Regions from separate parts of the Zea mays genome. Here all the other regions are linked to region 2. A link is a contact called in public Hi-C data. All regions are on one chromosome and are shown on one strand. Each heading gives the region's core, a stretch centred on a gene start, on an enhancer-like site or on the middle of the called end of the contact. The rest is flanking DNA. Distances are from core to core; before and after follow the strand shown. Region 1 holds the start of LOC100501498. Region 2 holds the start of LOC100282245 (pleckstrin homology domain-containing protein 1). Region 3 holds the start of LOC100192973.

The links. A called contact is a pair of places that touch in the nucleus more often than the background predicts.
Region 1: a Hi-C map of tassel shows a contact between it and region 2, with 3 times the contacts expected there. The contact joins the promoter of LOC100501498 here to the promoter of LOC100282245 in region 2. A contact is called at or near these places in 4 of 25 Hi-C or Micro-C datasets (ear, leaf and tassel).
Region 3: a Hi-C map of bundle sheath shows a contact between it and region 2, with 3 times the contacts expected there. The contact joins the promoter of LOC100192973 here to the promoter of LOC100282245 in region 2. A contact is called at or near these places in 4 of 25 Hi-C or Micro-C datasets (bundle sheath, ear, leaf and 1 more).

Annotation. Positions count from the first base shown.
Region 1 is chr8:98,553,296-98,556,837 of Zm-B73-REFERENCE-NAM-5.0, reverse strand. LOC100501498 reads left to right here and starts at 1,497. Exons shown (of 1, transcript NM_001322947.1): 1 at 1,497-3,294. The coding sequence starts at 1,567. The coding sequence ends at 3,195.
Region 2 is chr8:98,068,097-98,071,642 of Zm-B73-REFERENCE-NAM-5.0, reverse strand. LOC100282245 (pleckstrin homology domain-containing protein 1) reads left to right here and starts at 1,986. Exons shown (of 1, transcript NM_001155157.2): 1 at 1,986-2,890. The coding sequence starts at 2,176. The coding sequence ends at 2,676.
Region 3 is chr8:97,724,404-97,728,251 of Zm-B73-REFERENCE-NAM-5.0, reverse strand. LOC100192973 reads right to left here and starts at 1,814. Exons shown (of 6, transcript NM_001138147.1): 1 at 1,541-1,814; 2 at 1,204-1,282; 3 at 891-1,051; 4 at 756-807; 5 at 624-675. The coding sequence starts at 1,642. The coding sequence ends at 659.

The sequences.
Region 1 (3,542 bases), core at 248-2,747, 490 kb before region 2:
TCAAAACTAATGATTCAGATCGTTGGATATTTCTCATTTCCTTTCTCACTAAAATCCAGTGAACAATATTATTTAGATCTCCGGCGTTAGCACATGCTATATGCTAGTATTTACCATGTTTGGGAGAGGCTGACAGGCCACAGAGTAGAGATAGCAATAGAGAATTCCCCGTCGGAGAATACCACCCATCTCTGTCCATGTGACTAAAAAAAATTCCCCACAGGGGTCCCACAAACACTTACAGGGAAGGTTTCTTTCCCATCTCTGTTCTCTTAAATTATAATTATGATATACATTATTTATTATTAATATAAAATATTATCACTTAATATAAAAAATCATTATATGTACATTAAAATAAACACATCTGTACAATAAGTAATCTTCTGATAAGATAATTATTTAATTTTATTAATAACTATTACATAAAAACATGGTCACATACAAATTTAATATATCACGCGAAGAACGAGGATGAAGAATTTTTCCCGTCCCATCTCTGTTTACGGAGAACAGTTTTTTCCCGTTTATACCCTCGCCAGGAGGTAAGAAACTTTTCTATTCTTATTCCCTACTAGATAAATTCCTTGTGGAGAATCAGGAATCAGGTCCATTGCCATCAGAGGTGCAAAACATCAATGGCTGTGCTACGTAGAAGCGTAGTGACACTGACTTCCTAGGCTTCATGACAGCAGGCCTCATATTCGGACAGTTTGTTCCGTGGGTGGCACTGGCACTCAAGGCCTAGTTTCCCCAGAAAACATGGCGCAGGATACCTCAAAATTGTGGCCTGGTTTATGGGCTCATCACAATTGGGTTACAACTTGCCCAGGTTAGCCAGGGACGGCCCGATGGGACAGCAACGCGCGCAGGTGTCAGATCGGTAAGCCCATAAACACGGTGCTTCCTCGCGGGTGCGTCGTCGTCGTTCACTTGCGCCCGGCCGACACCCTGTCACTACAAGCAGCGTGCGGCACCCTAGTGGCCTTGTACAGCGTACCATCCACGAGCGGACGAGCCACCAAACCCGACGTCGAGCTCCCTCCGTCTCCGACGCAAAGCTGTGGCTCCGCCGCTTCCACGCCGCGCGCGCGGGTGGAGCCTGGGGCCTCGGGGCCGTGTGCCATGTGCGCTGCCACCCGCCGCGGCTGCCGCGAACCTCGGCCGCGCGTGGGCGCTGGCCCCCGCGGGTGGCGCTGTCTGATGGCTGTCCGGTGCTCTGCTTCTGCTCCGTGCTTGCTCTCCCCGTGTCCCGCACGGCCACGGCCACGGCCAGCCCCGTGACAGCATGACAGCAACGCCGCACCGTCGCGGGGATACTAATATTTCCCGAGCCCTGGCGCCTTGTGGCGGCGCGGTGGACCACGCGACAGCCCGCACGAGGGGCGGTCGTGTAGCACGTGCGTGCAACAGCCGTTCCACACCCGGTTCGGCTAGGTGCAGATCCTCGACACTACTTGTGTTTGGTTCGGTCTCCGGTGAGCAGTGAGCTTCAACTCCATCATCGGTAGCCTCAAGCTGAAGCTCCATGCAAATGGGCCCAAGAATACGACGCGAACAGGCGAGATGCAGATGAACAAGTGCATGTGCACGGATCCAAGCTCTCTGGATGCCTTGCCTTGCCTATATAAAGGTCCGCAGCACCACACATCACCACACACTTCAATTACGATTATTCCAGATAAGCACGATCCGATGATGGCCCCACCGATATCCGCCGATGCCTTGGTGGAGGCTGCCTCGGCCGTCGCCGCGTACCCAGCCATCGCGCCGAACAGAATGCTTTGCAAGGACGCGCCGGCGCCGGCCATCTCTGTCGTCTCGAAGCAGACGGTCCGGCCCGCCGGCGCGTCGGCGGCGGTCGGCAGTGGAGACCTCAGGCTCTCGGTGTCGGACATGCCGATGCTATCGTGCCACTACATCCAGAAGGGGCTGTTCTTCCCGCCGCCTCCTCCCGGCGTGCTGGCGGCCTCGCTGGTGTCGTCGCTCGTGGCGGCGCTCTCCCGCGCGCTCGGCGTCTTCCCCGCGCTCGCCGGCCGCCTCGTCACGCTCCACGACGACAGCATCGTGATACGGTGCGGCGGCGACGACGCCGCCGTCGAGTTCTACCACGCGGTGGCGCCGTCTCTGTCGCTCGGCGACTTCCTGGTGCCCGGCGCCGACGTGCCGACCCGTTTGACGAACGGCCTGTTCCCCATGGACCGGACGGTGAGCTACGGCGGCCACGGCCGCCCGCTCACGGCGTTCCAGCTCACCGTGCTCGGCGACGGCGCCGTGTTCGTCGGCTTCGTCGCCAACCACGCCGTCGTGGACGGCACCTCCTTCTGGCACTTCTTCAACACGTGGGCGGGGCTGTGCCGCGGCGCGCCGGTCCGGGAGCCCGACTTCCGCCGCAACTTCTTCGGCGACTCCACCGCCGTCCTACGCTTCCCCGGAGGCGCGAGCCCCGCCGTGACGTTCGACGCCGACGCGCCGCTCCGCGAGCGGATCCTCCACTTCAGTGCTGCCGCAATCAGCGAGCTGAAGGCGACGGCCAACCGCTCGAAAAGAGCAGGTCAGGAAGCCGAGGCTAACGGCAAGCTCGCGCACGACGACTCCAGACTTGAAGGGCGTTCCGGTGAAATCTCGTCGTTTCAGTCGCTGTGCGCGCACATCTGGAGGGCGGTGACGCGCGCGCGCCGGCTGCTGGCTGCCGACAAGACGACGACGTTCCGCATGGCCGTGAACTGCCGGCACCGTCTGCGCCCGGCGATCTCCCCGCTCTACTTCGGCAACGCGATCCAGAGCGTGGCGACGACGGCCACCGTAGCCGAGCTGGCGTCCAACGACCTGGGCTGGGCGGCCGCCCGGCTGAACGCCACCGTGGCGTCGCACAAGGACGGCGCGATCCGGCGCGCCGCGGCGGAGTGGGAGGCCGCGCCCCGTTGCTTCCCGCTAGGCAACCCCGACGGGGCGGCCCTCACGATGGGGAGCTCGCCTCGGTTCCCGATGTACGACGGGAACGACTTCGGGTGGGGCCGCGCGCTCGCCGTGCGGAGCGGCCGCGCGAACAAATTCGACGGCAAGATGTCTTCGTTCCCCGGACAGGCTGGGGACGGTAGCATCGACGTGGAGGTGTGCCTCGCGCCAGACACCATGGCGCATCTCCTCCTCGACAAGGAGTTCTTGCAGTACGTGTCCTCCCCTGCACCGTGAGGCGGTGACAGAGTGAATGTGTGGCTTGTTGCTGCGCAGCTACATATAGTAACTGGATTTGTACCCTTTCAGCAGATATCAAGTGCTTGCCAACTTTAATGAGTTTGAGTGACCATGTAGATGTAGAGAGGCTGTTCTGCTGTTTCCTTCGTGATGCCGTTGTAGGCTAGCAGCACTAGTTATGGCTTCCGAGCAGGTGTGGCAAAACGGTTATGACTTATGATAGACGGATATGGTTTTTAGGCTCCTTTGTGTTAAGTAACCCTAGTTAGGGTTATGTGCACAAATACTTGCTTTGTCCCTGAGGGGTCTCACCTCTCTATATAAGGAACCTATACACCCCCTCA
Region 2 (3,546 bases), core at 737-3,236:
TAGGAATCCGGATGCTGAGAAAATCTGACTGTGTAGAGAATTTAAGTATCATGAAGAATACATGCGGAAGAAGATAAAATAGTCTATAGGGTTTATATTGTAGAAAGTAACAGTTTCCTATTATTGGAATGACTCGGCCGATTTTGTTTTCAAGTTTATTTTGGACGGTTTTGACTAAAGTGGTTCTTATATAAGCGGATTAAAAAGCTGGGCGTTTGGCAGTCTGCAGCAGTTTCTGGTGGCCATAGCTGAAAACAATGGTGGGTCCAGGATTTGAAACATGAGTATTCAAAATTATTAAGGGAAAAATTTGGTATGTATAATACCATATAAAGTCTTACAATTTGATACTTATAATACCACAACATATTACATATTTATATATTAATAATTTTATAGCATACGCATTGAAATGGAGTATTAGATGAGCATAAGATTGATAAACTAGAGTTATCTTTTATATTAATTTTTTATTGAAATCTTGGTATTCATTTGAATACCCTTGTCATTATATTGAACCAGCCCCTGACTGAAAAAAGTTGAAATAAACATGGCCGATGCGGCTCCAACGTCGGGGCGAGGGTAGCGGTGGTGGTAGCAAAAGACACTTCTATCGATTCATTTGTCCTAGCAAGCCACTGCCTAAAAAGCATGAAATGGGAGTATGTGCAAACTATTACCATCACATGAACGAGGAGCAGAACTCGAAATTTTGGTCTCTAGGCAATTCACTACTTTGTATGAATAATGAAAAGATAAAATTTCAAGACCTCAAGCACAAAGATGCATCAGCTAGACCTTGATATACACGTGTCTTATTCTTTTGCCACACGATATCTGTCAGACTTAAGCTAAATTTATGATACCCTTGCAATAGCTCAATATTTTACTCGATCTTACAGTGGATTAAAACTTATTGCCAACTATTTTCTAGACAAAAACTATTGTGTAATCAATCTTGTTGTAAAATTATCGTACAAATAAACTACTCAAAGTCATAAAATCTTAATATAATTTTTTTACTATTTTTAATCCTCCAGGTTGGAGAGAATTTTCTATTTTTATATTAACATGAGATGAATTAGAATTTAAAATTTGATATATTAATAGAGTGAATAATAAAATATATCTATACATTTTTAGATTTTTTTAATAAGTCTTGTTAGTTTGATTGTACTGCACACAAATTTTTGCATATTATGTATGTGAAACCAACGAGAATTTTTTTGCATACTATGTATGTGAGATCAACTAGAAAATTGTTGTACATTTTTTCCTGGGCCTCTTTAGATCCTTTTGTTTTAAAGAAATTAAAATCTATTTTATAGATTCTGCTATTTTGTTTAAAAAATTGCATCTTACGATTTTTCAAAAATCAAATATAAATATTAATCTATCTTAAATTTGACAACAACTGTTGTGTAATCAAGATTTTTCTATAATCGTTGTGCAATCGAACTACTAAAAACATAAAAATCGATGTACTTCATTATTTATTGTATCAATATATAAAATTTTAAATTCTAATTCACTTATGTTAAAGATAAAATGGAGATAATTTTATCAATAGAACTTTTTTACATATCTTAATATATGGTGATTTAAAACTTAAAATTTGATATATTTATGTACTAAATAATAAAATATATTTACAGTTTTCTAAGATTTTTTAATAAATTTTAACCGTATAAAGGTATGTAAATCTTAATTGCATAATATTTTTGTTTTTAGAATTTTAGAACAATAAGATACAAATAATTACATAGATTCTTATATTTACCTACAATTTATCCTATAAAAAATAAATATATTATCTATTTACCTATCGTAATAAGTAATATCTTCGTTGTCGAATATTTATCGTTGTATCGTTTATTTTTAACTAAATTGAGACCAATAAAAAAAGAGTACAATTAAAGAAATATAAAATATATATTAATATCAGATAGATGCCGATTAATATAGATTATTTTCCGATTCCTCCCGATTTTTGGAAAGCGAAGGAAAACTTTCGATTGTATTTGTGGCCGTCAGGTCGGATGATTCCTGCTTCTCCGATCCTATCACATCGCGCACTACCTTCCAGCGAATCCATCACGGAAGAAATTGTTCCCCACCCACCCTAGACTCGCCGCCGTCGCAACTCCCACCCGATCCCCAAATTCTCCGGCGGTGATGGCCAGCCTGTGGCGCGCCGTGATGGATAGCGTCAGCGGCTCCTCCCCCTCGGCGCTGGACGCGGCCCCAGGTAGCGGCGTCGAGTTCTGGCACGGCGCAGAGCGCGCTGGGTGGCTAAATAAGCAGGGCGAGTACATCAAGACGTGGAGGCGGCGGTGGTTCGTGCTGAAGCAGGGGAGGCTTTTCTGGTTCAAGGACCCTGCGGTGACACGGGCCTCGGTGCCCCGCGGCGTCATCCCCGTCGCCACCTGCCTCACAGTCAAGGGCGCCGAGGACGTGCTCAACCGCCAGTTCGCCTTCGAGCTCTCCACGCCTGCCGAGACCATGTATTTCATTGCGGACTCCGAGAAGGACAAGGAGGAGTGGATTAACTCCATCGGTCGCTCCATCGTCCAGCACTCCCGCTCCGTCACCGACGCAGAGGTCGTTGACTACGACAGCCGCCCCCAGCCCCCGCCGCAGCTTATGACCAGCGAAGAGAGTGCACCAGCAGCTTAATGGCGTGGTGATTCCTGTGAACTCTCTCGATATGGATCTGACTTGTAGCATATGTATTTCCAATTCCATGTGATTGTGGCCTTGTGCCGACGTTCCTCACTCTTGATTATGTAGCAGTATATTAACTATCAACGACATGGTCTGGTATGGTAATAAGCGAGTTAATAAGCTGTGCTTTCGTTTATAGTTTGTTTTATATGTATATACTATACTACGATTTGATCTTGGTATACCCTAATTTACAAGGTGGTTGAAGTCTGGCTAGTTTTTATTTTTTTTAACAGTTTTGAAGTTTTGGCCCCAATTTCAGAAATTGTAAGAGATTTTAATCATTCAGTATCCCATTCCTCTCGCCTTTTGTTGTGTTTGACTTGTTCTATTCTAATGGAATTGTATTGAGTCGCATAGGATTGCTTAACTGACTCCGCATTTTTGCAGAAGATTCCCCAGTTTTGGCTAGTTTGGCAACAACATTTTCTCAAGGGATTACCATTTTCCCAAATGAAAACGAACTAATTTCTCTTGGGAAAATGAAAATCCATTGGAAAAATGAGGTTGTCAAACTAGCATTTAGATCCTAGCTCTGACTCTAGCGCTCTTATGAAGTTTCTGTCCTAGAAGTAGAAACACAAACACTGATGAAGTGCTGAATGTGCTATAATATGCTTATTAACCATGAAGTAAAACTGTTAAAGAACCATGTATCATGATGTCTTATGTTGTAATCTGAAGTGGAAGTTTTCTGTAGTGAATTGGTGTATGCAGTACTCCTCGAGTGCCAACATGCGCTGTGTTTATTTGTGCAGTTATGGAAATTTTATGTCATTAGGCTATCTCTAGCAGCTTACTCATCCCCGTCTCTTATTTTAA
Region 3 (3,848 bases), core at 565-3,064, 340 kb after region 2:
TTGGATTATATAATCTAGGCAGATTATAATCCCAAACAAACACTTCCTAAGTCTTGTACAGGCTATAGAGATTATTTTTCCAGAATGGAGGAGGGATAATGACAAGACCTAAAAGAAAGTTATGTTTATGGAAAACAAAAAAATGGAGCCAGGATAATGACACAAAAGAAAGGTATGTTTTCTGGAATAAAAAAAATTAAATATATATTTTGAACTTCCTAAGACTGGAACATGATACCTAAGCTGGACAGATGATCAAGGACAGTTTTACCCCTGGAGACAGAAAAACTTATAAGACTTAGCTTTCTACATCATATCCTGTTTTGTATGTCTCATAATTAGGTTCCTTGTATTAAGACGACCAACCTATCATTTGTTATACAAAATTCGAACGACTGCTGAAGTCTCGAAGTATATAGTCTAGGCTGATTAAAATGTAAGTATGGGTTAAAGTGCTGCTGGTAACAAACTAAATACAACTGTATGATGTTGTTGACAACAAGACATAACTCAAAATGGGAGCACCAACAAAGTGACTGGCACCGGTGATGCAAGCATAACCTAAACACAACTAATGGAAAACGCGAATTGGAAACTATGAAAGTGTCCCATATATGGTATACCTTGTTCACAAAAGGGAGAGGTCCCAGCAGATTATTCAGTAATAAAGTGAACCTGAAAGTGAAGTCTAGCAAGTCAGTGTATGAGCGTCCATGTATATACTGAAGATAATACACAAATTGATGCAATGATACCTTGCCACCAATCACCTCTGGTAGCAGAGCCATCCGGGTTGTCCCCCTTGTACTGGATTTAAAATTCAAAATAAACATTAGACTTAAGCGCTCCAAATGATCTGTACTACGTATATATAAAAAGGTTCTACGTACATCCGTATGGGGTTCATTGGCTGGTTGCTTCCGTAAAACGCTGCTGTAGAACTCCCGACCACCGTAATGCACGGATGAGCCAAAGTAAGGAGATTCTGATGGCTCATTTGGATGAGCATGTTTGCCATCCTTGTAAGTAGGGCGGCTGTGGGATTTGCCATCTGAGCACGAATTTAAACTTCCATAGTTAAAATCAGTGCTCCAGATTAATTCTAAGCTAAGATGGTGAGAAAAGGTTTTAAGTATCGTTGTGCTTATGAACGCGACCTAAATCGAAGAGAAACGTCAAATTGACAAGAGTACCCAGAACTACCTCTGCCATTCTGCCCTCTGGAGCTCTGCTTGTTCAGCATCGTGTACAAGTCCGCATGCTTTGCGTCACTTGCGCTTCCCTTGAATGCAAAACAAAGTCAAAATGTCAACGTCATATCCAAATAGATTTTGCATAATCCTATAGGTCCTCTATTATCAAAATCACCCCTCATCAGAATTAAATTGGGAAACCGTTGAAGTCCCTCCACAAATCGCAACATAGTAACGGACTCTTTCATCAAATCGCACCAGCTCACTAATCATGCAAAAAAATTACTAAGACCCCAGGAATCTGAGAGCAAAATATCAGAACGATGGCGTGAAGAGACGGCCCGTACCGCAGTCGGCGCGGAGAAGACGGTGCTGAAGTACCCGTTACCCGGCGGCGGCGGCGCGGCTCCGACGGCGGCGGGGGCCGACGGCTTCTTCTTCGCCTCCATATGCAGAGCCGTTTTCTGCGTCTGCGGCTTCGGGAGAAGGGCCTAGACTCTCGAGAGGATGGACCGTGAACACTTGACTTGAGGCGGAAAAGGATGGGGGCACGTGAAGTGTTAGTTGTAGGCGGCGGCGGCCGGCGGGGAAGGAAGCAGTTGGTTGTTCGCCTCGTGGCGTCCTGCTTCGGCCAACATCTGTGCCGGCATTTAAAGGCCTCGACGGAGCGACTCGGTTTCGCTATTTCGGAGATCTTAAGGGGCTGAATGGAGAAAATTGTGTTTAGCTTTCATCCACATCCATCCAACCTGCAGTGAGACTTGCAGAGTGCAGACTCCCGTATTACAGGGACGGTCCTGAATAAGTTAGTAGTTTTATTTCAGAGATTCAACGATGTTAGTATACGAATTATTTAGACACGTTTGGAATCATCCAGTTTTTTAGCAATCTGATTTATAAAAAGTCAAGTGCTTCCAAACATATCAGATTATGCTTCGGTTCTTAAAAATCGGACTGCCTCTTCCATAACTAAAATTAGTTTTTAACTTGGTAGAAATTAGTGATTGTAACCGCTCTTAGGTCTATGCATGTGATTCCCTCGATGTCTTTATCCCATTTGAATATTTAATTATTATTTAAAAATTTTAGATTAAAAATATTAATTCAATCTATATTTAAAATTGGCAACAAAGAAAAACAAAGAGAATAATAGAATCAATTACTTTTGAAATAGAGTAAGGATTGAATTGTCTTTGTGTATAACAAAGCTAGAAGTTGGTTTCCAAGAAACTAGCCTCTAAACACGCACACCTATTTTTTTTATAAACCAGTTTCTAGCAACTGATGACGGAAACCAGTTTCTTAGAAATTGTGGTGGTTCCAAAGAGACCCTTAATCATCGATAAAATATAAATACATAAAGAGAAATTATTTATAAGAAAACCACTACAACATTTCTTCCAAACTATTGTTTAGTTTGATTTCGTAGTGAGCTAAATTTTTCTAAGGATCTATGTAAAAGGCGTTTTGGACTACTCAACTCCAAGAAATTCAGCTCCACTCTACTCTACGAACTCTATCTTTTAGCAGCTCCACCATGGAGTTGGAATAGAAAAAATGTTTGGCTTAACATCTTATTCTAGTTCAGTGAATGATAGATTTTAGGGTAAATGTCTATTATATCCTTGTTTTAAACGATCCACATGTAGGTGATCCAACTCCACTGTTTCTCGCTCCCATCCCCACTAACTCGGTCACCTCTCTTGATGGAATGATGTGAGGCATGAGGCGACTGTCTCCATCCTCGCTGGTGCAACCCCAAACGTTGACGCAAACCGATGTGCAGTTGCGGTGAGCCCATCGGCCGACGTTGAGGAGGAGCGATGTTGGCAAGCCACCTGCCGATGTGGAGGAGGCATGCCGGGGGAGTCGCTCATCGGCGCGGAAGAGGAGGCACGACGAGGAGAACCACCCGACTATCCACGAGGTCTTGGGTGGCAATACGAGTAATTACCCCCACAATTCTATGAGGAGGTACAAAACAATGATTTCCGAAGCACCTATTTGAAGCTTCACAAAAAACTTGGAGTTGGGGGCCTAGATCCGAATTTTTTATGGAGCCGGAGTTGATTGAACAGGAGGTGTTTGGTTGGAAGGAGTTATATTGAAGCTAGATTTTTTGGAGTGGAGCATTCCCAAACACTACCTTAATAGAGATCCATCAGCTCCAAATCCAATTAAATCCACCTAGATGTACCACGAATCAACTTTATCGTGGATATAGATTTTGTTCAAACATTTGATATAGATCTGTAGGAAACGGGTGACACCTAAGAGGGGGGGGTGAATTAGGACTTCTAAAACTTTCTCTAAACTAGGCCACAATTAAATCCCTAGAGCAAAACCTATGCAAATAGACAAACTAGAATGAGCAACTAGGTTTTGTCTAAGTGTTGCTATCTCTACCGCAAAGGCTAAGTTTCAATCTACACTAGATAAGTATGAATACACGATTGAAACTTAAATGCTTAATGTAAATGCGGAAACTTAAAGAGCAAAGTAGAGAAGCAAACTCTCGTGGATGACGCCGGTATTTTTACCGAGGTATCCGGAACCACGCAAGGTCCCGACTAATCCTCGTTGGTGCCCCTACGCAAAGGGAAGCCCACGCGAGGGCCAAGCACCTTCGGTCGAGTAACTCCGTAGAGAGCCGCG